Linked DNA regions of Mus musculus: region 2 is linked to region 1. A link is a contact called in public HiChIP or PLAC-seq data. All regions are on one chromosome and are shown on one strand. Each heading gives the region's core, a stretch centred on a gene start, on an enhancer-like site or on the middle of the called end of the contact. The rest is flanking DNA. Distances are from core to core; before and after follow the strand shown. Region 1 overlaps Bmpr1b (bone morphogenetic protein receptor, type 1B). Region 2 overlaps Bmpr1b (bone morphogenetic protein receptor, type 1B).

Evidence for each region. HiChIP or PLAC-seq counts read pairs in DNA pulled down with a chosen protein or histone mark.
Region 2: a contact with region 1 is called in an H3K4me3 HiChIP or PLAC-seq map of neural tube, with 2.5 times the contacts expected there. The contact joins two enhancer-like sites. A contact is called at or near these places in 5 of 484 Hi-C or Micro-C datasets (brain, embryonic fibroblasts, granulosa cells and 1 more) and 2 of 115 datasets of contacts at active chromatin or transcription factors (neural progenitor cells and neural tube).

Annotation. Positions count from the first base shown.
Region 1 is chr3:141,867,460-141,873,632 of GRCm38.p6, reverse strand. It overlaps Bmpr1b (bone morphogenetic protein receptor, type 1B), which reads left to right. Exons shown (of 12, transcript NM_001277217.2): 4 at 2,228-2,330; 5 at 2,809-2,911. Among named protein-coding and RNA genes, the nearest start is that of Gm15689, 190 kb to the right of the region's middle. Within about 2 kb of position 1,607, at least 4 of the 459 cell types and tissues checked have an H3K27ac peak or open chromatin away from gene starts, as enhancers often do. A contact at or near this core is called in neural tube, where this site is marked.
Region 2 is chr3:141,934,953-141,941,510 of GRCm38.p6, reverse strand. All of the region lies in intron 2 of Bmpr1b (bone morphogenetic protein receptor, type 1B), which reads left to right. Among named protein-coding and RNA genes, the nearest start is that of Bmpr1b, 230 kb to the left of the region's middle. Within about 2 kb of position 4,765, at least 46 of the 459 cell types and tissues checked have an H3K27ac peak or open chromatin away from gene starts, as enhancers often do. A contact at or near this core is called in neural tube, where this site is marked.

The DNA of each region.
Region 1 (6,173 bases), core at 358-2,857:
CCTTGTATAGTGATCCTATACTCCAGGATGCCTCTTTCTTTCTCTCTATCCCTAATATATGCAACCATGCATGCAGGCATACATAAACACACACACACACACATACATACATACATACATATTATGTTTTTTTTATTTGTATCGGTATTTTACCTGCACATGTGTATGTTGACCATACCCATTAGCAAACCCTGGAGAAGCAAGAAGGTGCTGGATGTTTGGAAATTAAGTTATAGATGGTTTTTAGCCATTGTATGGATGCTAGGAGTTGGAATCAGGTCTTCTGGAAGAGAAACTAGTTGATCTTAATTTCTGCATAATATCTTTATCCCCCTTCTTCTTCGCATTTCTAGCTTTCAGATTTGCAAACAGGTTTTTAGTTTTGAAACTTGGTTTACTCTTCGTTTTGTTGTATTTTAAGTTGCCAACAACTTGACTCCCTCCTTCCCTCCCTTTAGTTGTGCTTGTTTGCTTGGTGGGGGGTTCTTATGGATTACCCTAATGCCCGTTTCTGCACACCATGATTTTGAGGAATACATTATATCATCTCAGATTTAATGCCTTATGTTGACACCTCTACTGCCTAGGAATTCCAACTGAGAAATACTGTCACCAATAGCCTGAACACAGAGGAAACCACACAAAGAGTATTCACTCAGATTTCTTGTGGTGAAGGTCTGTCTTACATATTGCCTTCAGTACTGTGTGTTTTACACTCCCGCTGAGGTTTCAGTCCGTTGAGTAAAAAGCTCCAAAGAATTTGAGCGTGGACTGTTCACAGGCATTTTTTCTTCTACAGCATCATGCATCCATTTGACCAGAGTCAAACACGGAGTTATCATTCTCCTTCCTAGCCAGTCACTAGTATGTTCCAGCTCCGCCCTTTGAGGTTTTATAAAATGAGACATGTTGGATCACTTGAGACCTAAAAACTAAGTAAACAGTTGTAAGGATGTTGATGGTAACTCGAGGGCTAATGCATGGCTGAATGCTGCTCCCACTAATGCAAGCAGACAGACCTACAAATCACGGCTCATACAGCTCTCACAGCTTTGTTCCCATGACCTTTAGCACTCCATTGTCATGTGCCTTGGACACTGCACATGCATATGGATGAGAAGAGGATGGAAGATGTGGACTCCACGCTTTCTTTCTAGGGACACGATGGCAGCTTGTGACTTATTGGGAACCCACAGTATAAGTCCTGATTTATGAGGAGAATCTATCTCTTTGTACACAGCCCTGTATACACAAGTTATTCTTTTCAGTTTACTCCCAGGTTAGCGGATAATGAGTGGGAGTAAATAAGAGGACTTCCAATTCAAGGCCCAATGCTGTAACTGTTTCTGTTCAGCTTTATATATATTCATACTTTCTCACGAAGTCAATTTCACCATATGTAAAACAGAAATGGTATTATCTTCAAATGATCAATAAGAAGATGAAATGTCATGTAACAACTGAAAGTCATTTTTATTTAGGAAACATTAAAATTTACTTAAATCAAGACATTTCTATAAATTCTATTTGTATCCATACCCAATAGTGTTTGCTGCCAATGCTCAGTGTCTTGCTGTGCCATGCCAGCCCAAAGAGAGAGAGAGAGTGCTAAGAACCTTAGCCTGCATCGCCTCTGCTGTGATTGGTTAATCCCACTTCTGCCTATCTTCCACCACCCTGCCTTAGATGCGTGTGTTTCACTGCCTCCAATGAGAGTCAATCCCTGCACTCTCAGGCACAGGTTCCGGCTTTGCTTTGCCTCCCTCTCTTTCTCAGTGACTTTGTGATATTTGGGAAACTACTAAAGTTCTCTGACCCTTAGACTCCTCACATAAAGGGTAGGGATGGTATTAGGTTGTCTGTCTGGAAAGGTGATAGGGACAAGATAAGTTCACTGAGAATATAAACACTTTTTAATGGTAATTAATGATACATGGAAATTTCACTCCCCTCTTTCCTGAGTTTCTAAGTGAAGAGAAAATGACTTTAATGATCAGTGCGTCTAATTTCATAGATGCAGATGTTGGGAGGTCCTCAACAATGTGTAGGAAAAAACAGCAGCAACAAAACAACAACCAAAAAATAAACAAGCAAAAAAAAAAAAAAAAAAACCAACAGCATGACTTTTCCCTATCTATAATGAAGCCAATGGAATTAATTTATCTTTATTTTTATGAGTCCTGTGTTCTCTTCCCTCACTCTCTTCCTTGTCCTGTTTGGTCTTCAGCACAGATGGGTACTGCTTCACGATGATAGAAGAAGATGACTCTGGAATGCCTGTTGTCACCTCTGGATGTCTAGGACTAGAAGGGTCAGATTTTCAATGTCGTGTAAGGAAAATAATTTGAATTTACTTTGTAACTTACATTGACAAGATAAAGTAAGCCCTTTGTCATTGCTATCCCATGTTGAATAATTTGCAAAATAATTGAAAATTCTCAATAGTCAATTCTTTCTTCATTTTCAAACCATGTTTTTTAAAATTAGCTGTTAACATATTACTTAGTTTCCAATTAGACTATCTTTAAAATCCAGAGTATTTATTGGTTAAATTGAGACTTCATTATTTGCTTATCCAGTGTACTCTGGTTGCTACAAGTACAATAATATTTTATTGAAATGTAAATGCTGTAATGGTACATTATAATTTGAAATAAGTTTTCTGATGGAAACTAACCTTTTCAAGATTTTGAGCAAAGTTATTAGAATATTAAATGTGTATTTTAGTGACAATCTGTCCAAATTTTAGATGGTATGACATTGAAATATGGAGGACACCCACTAATAGCTGTTGGCATTTCATTTTAGGACACTCCCATTCCTCATCAAAGAAGATCAATTGAATGCTGCACAGAAAGGAATGAGTGTAATAAAGACCTCCACCCCACTCTGCCTCCTCTCAAGGACAGAGGTAAGAGAAGTGAAGGGGGCTTTGCTTACTGGAAATGAGCACTGGACTCTCTTATTTTGCCAAACTCATTGGTGCCTTGACAATGTTTGCTTTTAATTGGTCTCATTACCCACTGCTGGAGTAGAGTGTTGACATCATGACAATCAACAAATGCGCAAAGATCATGGCTTGGTGGCTGTGTATAGCTGTATTCTTAAGATCCCTGTTGGCTTCTCCCCACCTCTCTCCAGATAGCTCCAGTTTGGACAGCTTACAGGGAGCTGCTAGGAGGTAGAGAAAATAAATAATGCTTCATACTTACTCTCTAATATCATTCAGAATTGGGTCTTAATTAAATCTACTCTGCCATAATATGCATTCGAAAAATAAAGACCTTATAAATGACTAAATGAAAGATTGTTTCGTCTACCACATTTTATTTTATCTCCATAACAAACTGGTTTTATTAAATTAATAGCATATTTCTAAAATAGATCATATGTTTAAAAGTTTTAATTTTAGTGCTTACATACTTAGGTATATTTAAAATGATAACTCTTGCATACTTAAAGACATTTTTGGCATGGATTTTGACAGCAGCCTCTAGATTTCCTTTCCCTTCCTCGAGCTCATCACAAATACATGATTTATAAGTGCTATAGATTCCTAATTCTTATGTGCATAATTTAAAATGAAACTTCAAGATTGACATTATTTCTTGAGAGAGTGTATTAACTATAAAACATAGTAGTGTTTCATTCTTTTGACAATGTTTCATAAATACATTCCCATTACAGCATGAAGCTTTTCAGTTTTATTCTAGAAATTCACATAAGAAGTTCACAGTTTTCCTTATTTCCTTTACAAGCAACATCCTAAGTGTTAGAGATATAGAAATTGATGAGGAAAACATTGCTTGCAGAAATAGTACACTAAGATGTAAGAATTACCATGGAAAAACTTAATTTACATTTGGTCACTAGTAGAGATAGATAACAAATTATATTAAGGATGGTTTAGTAACTTTTCTGTTTGCTGTAATAAAATACTCTGACAAAGAAAAGCAATTTTGAATAAAGGATTTATTTTGACTTGTAGTCACACACACACACACACACACACACACACACACACACAGAGAGAGAGAGAGAGAGAGAGAGAGAGAGAGAGAGAGAGAGAGAGAGAAAATAAAATGAAATGAAATGGAGTCAGGCTATCAAAATTCAAAGTTCACCCCCCATGATGTGTTTCTTCCAGTAAAGCTTTACCTCATTCAGTCTGTTAACCTTCCAAAACACCACCACCAGCTGAGGATGCAGCTCAAAACCATGAACCTACGAGGGCATTTCTCACTCAAATAGCACTATCACATCCCTGGCCCCCATGGGCTTATGGCCATCTCATGATACAAAATGTACTTAATCCAACTTCAAATGTTTACATATTCTTTAACAGTTCCAAATCTGTTCAAAAATACAGTCTCTTCTAAAACCCAAAGACAAGGTTGTCTTTTTACTGTTATCTGATATTAGAAAGAAACCCAAATTAATGTGCTTTCAATATCCACAGCATAGCGTATGCATAACTATTCAAAAATGAAGGAATGGGGCCATAGTAAAAAAAATTTTGACCAAACCAAACTGAAAACCCAGCAGTTCAAAAGCCACCAGACTTCTCTTCACCTTAGATGACTCTTCCCTCTAGCTTTGCAGTATATAGCACATCTTTCTTTCTTGGGCTGGTTCTATTCCCCTATACAACTTTCCTAGGTAGGTGTCCCACTGTTCTGGCATCTCTGATAGCTTGGGGGGTCTCCATTGAAACATAGACTTCATTTTTATACCCTTATGTAATGGACTTTGGAGCCCCTTCACAGGATTTTCACTGTGCTATGTAGCCTTGGAACTCTCTGAGATCATGGTGGGAGGTCCCATGACATCCTCAATATTATATCTTTCTTACAACCAAAATTACTATGGTGTGGACAAGGAGTTTTGTTACCAGCTATGGGCGAAGACTAGTGTCCTTGGGCTATGTTTATAAGCAGGTTTTATATGCTGTATCCCCTCAAAAGTGTCCCTAAATATTTGCTTTCTTGGTGTAGGAAACCCCTTGGGCTGTCTCCTTTCACAAATTGGAACTTTAAGTGGTGGTATGTGGTTTTCAGGGCACCTTTCCTGGTATTCAATGTGGCCCAAGAGGGTTCTTGTCAATTTTTGGTTGTAATCTTGTAATTATATTTTTTTAGCACATGGCTTGGCTGGAATCTCAAGCTTCCTAGTACTCCTTTTCCTTCCCAAACGGCACATTTTAAATTTCCTTTTTCATAAGAGTCATTAAGAGTAACCATGCCAGAGACTCCACATCACGCTGCCTGAAATGTCCTCTCCCATAGAAATTAGCCCATTCCTCTAAATTCAGCCTCAAATAAATTTTCACCTCTTATGTAGAATGTAATCAGATTCTTTACCAAAATTTCACAAGAATGGTCACTAGCCCAGTTGCCATTTGAGACACATTGAAGAGATGTGTACCCAGTGTCTCAGGTTACTCAACACTCCGGTCTTCCTAGCATACACAAGAATGACCCACTAAGCTCCGCCCACAGCACATTCCAGCCTGAAGTGCAAACTCTTCCACACCCTTCCAGAAATCATCATGGTCAGGTTCACTACAGAACCAAACCAACTTTTCTGCTGACAATTTCTGTATGAGTTACTTTTCTGTGCTATGGTAGAATATCCTGCCAAATGGCAGCTTTGGGGAAAAAATAGTTTATTTTAGCTTCCAGTGTGTATATAGTCCATTATGGCGTAGAAGGCACGGCAGTCAGAGTGGGAGGTTGGTTGACCACGAGGACATCACAGAGCTAGTTCTGTATGAATGGCAAATTAGCACAGCAGTCACAGAGAAGTGACACATGAACAAGAATCAAGGATGAGCAGGCATTTACTAAATGGGTGAGATAAAATGTTAAATGAAAGTTAAAACGACTAACGCAAGCCAGGTATTACACTAAGTATTACATTAACTAAACCATCTGAATCTTCTAACCCCTTGAAGTATTGGGGAGAGATATTCCCATCTAAAGATAAAAAACTGTAGTATGGAGGCTATGACAGAATCAAGCTTTCTTATGAAACAGTAGGTGATCCTTCTTTGTCTCTCAGAGGGATCACCACTTGCCTGCAGAGTTCCCGGTTGTTCCTACTCCCAGGGAAGTTCGAGGGGCAGCATAGGTAGAAAAGTTCTATCTTGAAAGGGCTCCAGGTGCTCTTCTCCT
Region 2 (6,558 bases), core at 3,516-6,015, 65 kb before region 1:
AATGTGATAGGGTGGAGATCAATACAAAGACATCTCTTTGATATAAGTGCAGTAGGAAGCATGGCCAGGGTCTAAGTCCATGGAGCAAAGCACAGTTTTGCCCAGTTGTCAGTTTCTGCTCCCCGCACTGCACTCCAGTGAAAAGGAGCTGCTTTGTAACAAGTGATTGGAAAGCAGCTCGCCCTGTGGAACTTCCTCCCTCAGCTTGATCCTTTAGACATCCTGGTGGAGGTGCTAATGAGACTTGCTGTTGTACTTTGAGGAATCTCCACCACAAACCTCTGAGAGGCCTCTGAGGGGAAGTGATGGTGATGGGTTAGATCATGTGGCTGTCTTACTAGGCCTGAAATCATCTGGATAAATACAGGCTTTCCTCATTTTGGTTAAAACTGAGTTTGAATGTTTCCCTTGGCAGAATCCTTAGGCTAACTCACTGCCTGTCTACGGTTTCCCTGCCCGGCCGGGAGCTGGCCTTTGCAGTCTTAGCCACAAGGCGTGCTGGCCACAATGAAAGATGGAGTGAGCTGATTTGATAATGGCTGTGTAGCAAGGGTGCTTATGAGACAGGGGTGGGAGCTCAGCTTCTGGTCTTCCCCCAGGACTACTAGAGATTGGATTTTGTGTCAGCATATCCCTAGTTGTATCTGATGTCATTATCACCATTCCTTTCCCTTAGTTCTCTACTATCAACATTTTGCTTCTACCATTTTGTGCATATTGGGTATCTTCTGATGCTACTGTAATGCACCTGACAGAATGGAGTTCTGTATCTCAGGTCAGTGCTTACTTAGTTCTATGAAGGTCAAAGTCTAATTTCCCCCTCTATTGTATTATTCAGTGGTGGAATAAAATTTATACAACAAAACAAAAACAAGAACAAAACACAACCTTGCTTGGTAAATACCACACCAAACCTCAATTTTCTAAAACTTCTAAACTCTTGTGTGGATTTTGGTAGAAAGGCATTAATGAGGTTATCGAGAACAGTCACTTTTTATACAGACAACAATTCAGAGTTGTATAAAGCTGTGCTTTGAATCAGGAGACAGGTGAAAGGGAGCTAAGGGAGGGGGTGTGGCAGCACGGCACGCACATGCACACCTGCTAAAGAGATAGACACCATATGTTTTCAGGCATCATTTAGCTGTCAGCCATCTGCCATGAGGAAAGTAGTTTAATATAGACAATCAACTGTGGGAATATTAAGAAATTTAGCATGTTGTAAATCTAAACCAGAATTATGACATCATTGTTGCCTTTACATGAGAGCATGTTTATATGTAGCGTTTCAACGTAATTTTCAATAAAAATTGGCTTTCTCAAACCCTTGTATTTTTCTTAGCATTAATTTTTGAAGACTGTTTTAGGCCAAGTCTACTAATAAATGTATAACTCGTGTATTTCAATATTTAATAATACATAGTCAAGGTAATCTATAGAAAGAATAGTACATGCTAAACAAGACCAAAATTTAATCATTAGTAATGTCTTCAATTTTACCTTACAAACTTCTTATGTTTAGATACATTTCAAATTGTAGAAACCAGATTTTCTAGGTGATAACTTCCTATGGTATATGTATAGATAACTTGGGCACCTCCCTTGAGATGGTTAATCAAGCACGGTACCATACTAGTGTGCTGAATGCTCCTTCTCAAAGCCCACTAGGAGGCAATTGCAGGAATGAAGAAGAGAAAATGTAATTCTTTTAATAATGTCATACCCATTTACATTTTCTTTTAGCTTTCTTCTTTGGGGCACATTGGGTTCCATGAGTCTCTCGCATATCTGACTGGAGGTTGAGGGAAAGATGGTGGTCCTAAGAGACCAGATGGGACTCGGCTCATCTTCTTTGTCACTGACGAGCATGGGAAACATGGGAAGGTGTTATCAGTTTGTCTTGTAGAGACTGTGAATTTCTGTCCAAGGATGCTGTGGCACAAGTTTTGTAAGGAAGACAGGGGCCTTGGAAACCCTTTAAAAGAGAGCTTCTAAAAAGGCAATTTGACACAGGGACTTGGGGTTGCCCGAGTGAGCCTGTTCCAGAGTTCAGGTGCCAAGGTACAGAAAGTTACAATACGTCTTATGCTTTTGAAACAGACAGGCAGATAGACAACAGCACACAGTCATTACGAGTCAGTTCTCTCTAAGTGAAGCAAAGTACATGTTCAGAATGCTGTCTCCTAAACGAGAGAAAGCGCCGCTTCCCTGCTTCTGGAGACTCCGCCTTGTTTCTTCCCCCAAGCCTCCAGTGCTGACTTCCTGTCTCTCATCACACAGATGCGCTCAAGGGGGAGAAAAGCAAGTCCTCTCAATCACAAGGCACCTCAATCTCCTTTGACAACTGTGGTTGATTGGACAGTTACAGAGGAGGTGGTCAAGAATGTTTATAGAACACATCACCTAGTTAAGATAATGTCAGTACTTTATTACAATTATTCTTATAAGTGATTCACATGCTGTCTGGAGGAATTCCAACTCTGAATGAATCTGACCCACCTGACCTGTTGTTTCATCACCGTGGATTCCAGGGGCGTGGGTGTCAACCTTCTCGCCATTCATACAACTATCTAGCCATCCTCTTCTCTAGCTCTGCCTGGTATGCTTCATTCTGGGATCTCACCAACCTCTAAGAGGATCTGAGGTTTCCAGCTACCAAAGGGACTAGGTCTGCCTCAAATATTTGTACAGAATAAGGCATAGTGATTCCCACCTATGAAGCATAGGTGTCCTAATCTATTATCCATAACTCATTTACAGACCATATCTATTTGCTCATAGTGGTCTCATCTGTATATGGAAGTGTGATCACCTGCCACACAGGGTGAGGACCAGATGTGGAAGTATATTAAGGGTACAATATGGGGCCTACAAAGGCTCTCCATAAAGCACACACCACAGCCACCACACCAATGTTCTCCTTTGCACTACATTCACTGGGAAGTTGTAAACTTGCTTTCCCTGGGTTCTTTGCCTCCATGCTCTTATCAAGATTCATTCCTTCCATTCAATTTCCCCTTCATATGTGGTAGATGATTGTTTTCCCCTAAGTGATTGTCAGAATAATTTCAGATATTATCTCTCACTTGATTGCAGATGATCAGGGTGCAGATTTGCCATTATACTCTGTTCATAGAGTAAGAAAGGCTAGATTAAATGCCTGTGTGTGGATTGTGCATAGTGGAAACCTTCTGACGTCAGTCTGTTTCTTCTGTATGGTTTCCTTAATAATTGTTCAGTTGATTGTATTATGTAGTTTAATTGTCTCAGCTGCTTTTAATTTTCTTCCCATTTTTCAAATGCCCATTGATTTGCCCATCTCACGTGGATGGTTAAACCCTTGAGTATGTGTGTGTAGACAAAGACAGAGACACAGAGACACAGACACACAGACACACAGACACACAGACACACACACACACACAGAGAGAGAGAGAGAGAGAGAGAGAGAGAGAGAGAGAGAGAGAGAGAGAGAGAGAAGGAGAATGGGGGATGGGGGGAGGAGAGAGATGCATAGTCCATGCATATTCATACCATGGTTCTCAAGAAGTAGTCAATGTTCTCTAGGTAAGTGACCATTGATTTGATATAGCATTATAACAATGACTTTTTGAAGCATCTTGCTTTGATATGTTTGCTTGTGCTGCTGCTCATAGAATTATTCACTTCCAGTTTCTGTATATTATGCCATTATATCACACAGTCTGGGGCTCATTTTTTCTTTTCAAAATTTACCTTAAATCATGTTTATGTGTTCTCTCCCTCTTATTCTTTCTTTCTTGTTTTCTCTCTCTCCTGTTCTCTCTCTCTCTTTCTCTCTCTCTCTCGTTCTCTCTCTCCCTCATTCTCTCTCTCTCTTGTTCTCTCATTCTCTCTGTATGTGTGTGTGAAATATAATGGTAGAAGAACAACATTGCAGCCTGTGTCAGAATATATGATATCTACTAGAGTCCTTGTATATTAAAAAGCAGTGTGTATGTTAAACGTAAAACAACTCAGACCAGGGACTGCTGGTCCAGCTTATATTAAGATGTTCAAAGTGTTTCCTATACGTGTGGTTTTCTCTGTTACCTCTGTGAATGTCTCAGATAAGTTTTATTTATAGTTGTTTTACATGAAAATTTACCAAAAAAAGAAAATTTACCTATTTAGTTTTTTGAAATCCATCCTTAGTAAATATCTTTTTTGGGTGGGGGAGCCCTCTGCTAAGGCTGTTAAGACTTGGTTTATAGTAAAAGGTTTGAGATTTTTTTGAAGAAGGAACAAAGTCTAGTTGTTTATATTTGTGTGAGAAGTTTTTGTGTTGCCAGTGGTAACTACAGAGAATTATTTTAAACAGTGCCCTTTTAATAACAATGGTCTTCCCAAACGTAGTGTGGCGTAGCTTTAAACTTTATTAAGCCCGCCTTGTCCTCCTTCCCCTCCCTGAGTAAATGGAAGAAAAGTTTCCAGGCTCCTTGCTGGGAATTTGATTGATGCCCAGAACATCTGAAGGACTTTTGTGTCCTGCCTGCTCGCCGTGAGTTCATAATGTGTGAATACGTAAAAGAAGGTCAGCCCTTATCACATGTAATCGCGGCCTGAAAGCAGATCGGCACTGACAGTCAGATCCTGCATATAAGGGCACAAATCATTGCCTGCTCCGCTGAGACAAGTGGTGGGATCTTTACTCTCCCTTTTTACCCCTTCCCACTCAGGGGGACCTTGGCAGCGCAATGAAAGCCCAGCGAAGACGTGCTCAGAATAACGTGTCCCTCTTGGGAGGAGGAAGGGATTGTGTGTTTGTCATGATGTGACGGTCTTTCATTGAGCAGCTGAAGGCAGCTCTGGGTTGTTAGTGTCTAGTGGTGTGGAATGCTGCAAATTAGGACAGGCCAGGGAGGCAGGAGGCCTGAGAAACAGCCGAAGATGTGGTCTTTCCTGACTCCAAAGGCAGGGAAAATGTTTTTGTTCCCTGACTTGCTTTCCACTTTGCTCTCATGATATAGAATATTAATAGTTCCTTCTTAAACGTGAATTAAGTGTTTATTTAAAACCCAGAATAGTGTCATGGGTTATCAGCACTGTCCTGCAGGCAACACATGTACGAGCTTAAAAAATACTGTAGTTCAAAACTCCATGGAATGATAGGGATCAAAAATGTTGGAACTTCTAAAAGGAAGATGGAACATTGTGTCATCCTAACAGGCCTGTGCACTGGAACTGATACTTACGTAAATCATATTGCAAGCATCATGAGTAGAGATGTTCAGATAATAATTACAGCAGCACGGACATTATAGTCCTTTTTAAGAATAATGAAAGATGTTGCATCCTTATAGGTACAGAAGACAAAATTATTTATATTATTTCCAAATCTTTTGTAGTTTGCTTCAAACTATAAGCTAAAAGATGTAGTACTTGCTTTCTGTTTGTGCAACAGAAAAATGGAGAGTGTGCCTATGAGTATGGAAGCATTCTTTTCCAAACACAGAGGATGAAAGCAAAGCTTCTGTTCAGGAGACTAGACCCTTCCTGGCTTCTAATTTCCTTTCCAGCCTCCTGGTTGCTGCTCCCTACCCCAAATCTCTGGATCTTTGGGCACACCCAATTTCTCACATCTCTTTCAAACATGACTCCCAACATCTATTCATAATTGTATGTGATGTCTTGTTTTCTCTGTACAAGGGTTCCTTACACTGGAAATTCCTTCAAGGTCTAGGTTTATTTTAATTTTTAATTTTACCATATATGTGAATGTGTGTCTCTGTGTGTGTATACCTGTGTGTGCCCCTCCCCTCTCTGTGTGTGCATTCATTCATTTAGGTATTTTTATGTGTGAGTGTGGGTGTGCATGCATGCATGCGTGCTCCTGCATATAGAGATGAACATCAGGTGTCTCCCTTTATTTCTGCCCGTCATTGAAGTTTAGATTTCAGCCATCTCTGTCTTCCCTTCCCCCAGCTTGAAGTTCCAGATGCCTGCTAGTGTGCCAGGCTGGGCATCTGAACTCAGGGCCTCATGCTTCTGCAGTAGTGCAGGCAAGCTGCAAACCTCGCAGTCCCTGGGGACCAAGTTGCTATAAAGCCTCTCTCTTATGACGACACCCATCCTCAGGCCCCACTAAATTCTGGGTAGTCATTGTCTGTGTCTTCCCCTCCCACTGTAGGAAAAGGCAAGCTCTTTCCTGAAGGCAGATATTACCTATTTTTGCTTCTCATAGTAGAGTCACTAACACAGACTTATCTCCCCCAACATACATGCGGACACACACACACACACACACACACACACACACACACACAAGTCCCCAGCAAAGTCTGAGATAACACATTATATCATCAATGTAAAAATCAGGAAGATGGAATTTCCAGATGAAAATAAATCGGAAATTGACATTGGTAACAAGGTAATCTCAGTTTAGAAATATTCTTCTGCTTTAAATATATGAATATGTGATGAATTCAGCCAAAATAATTATATTCAAAGAGATCCCTCTCCAGATATAATTGGAATTATTTTAAAACCTGTTGTTTAAATGATAGCATCACTTGTCACAGGAACAGTGTGGCCCGTGCA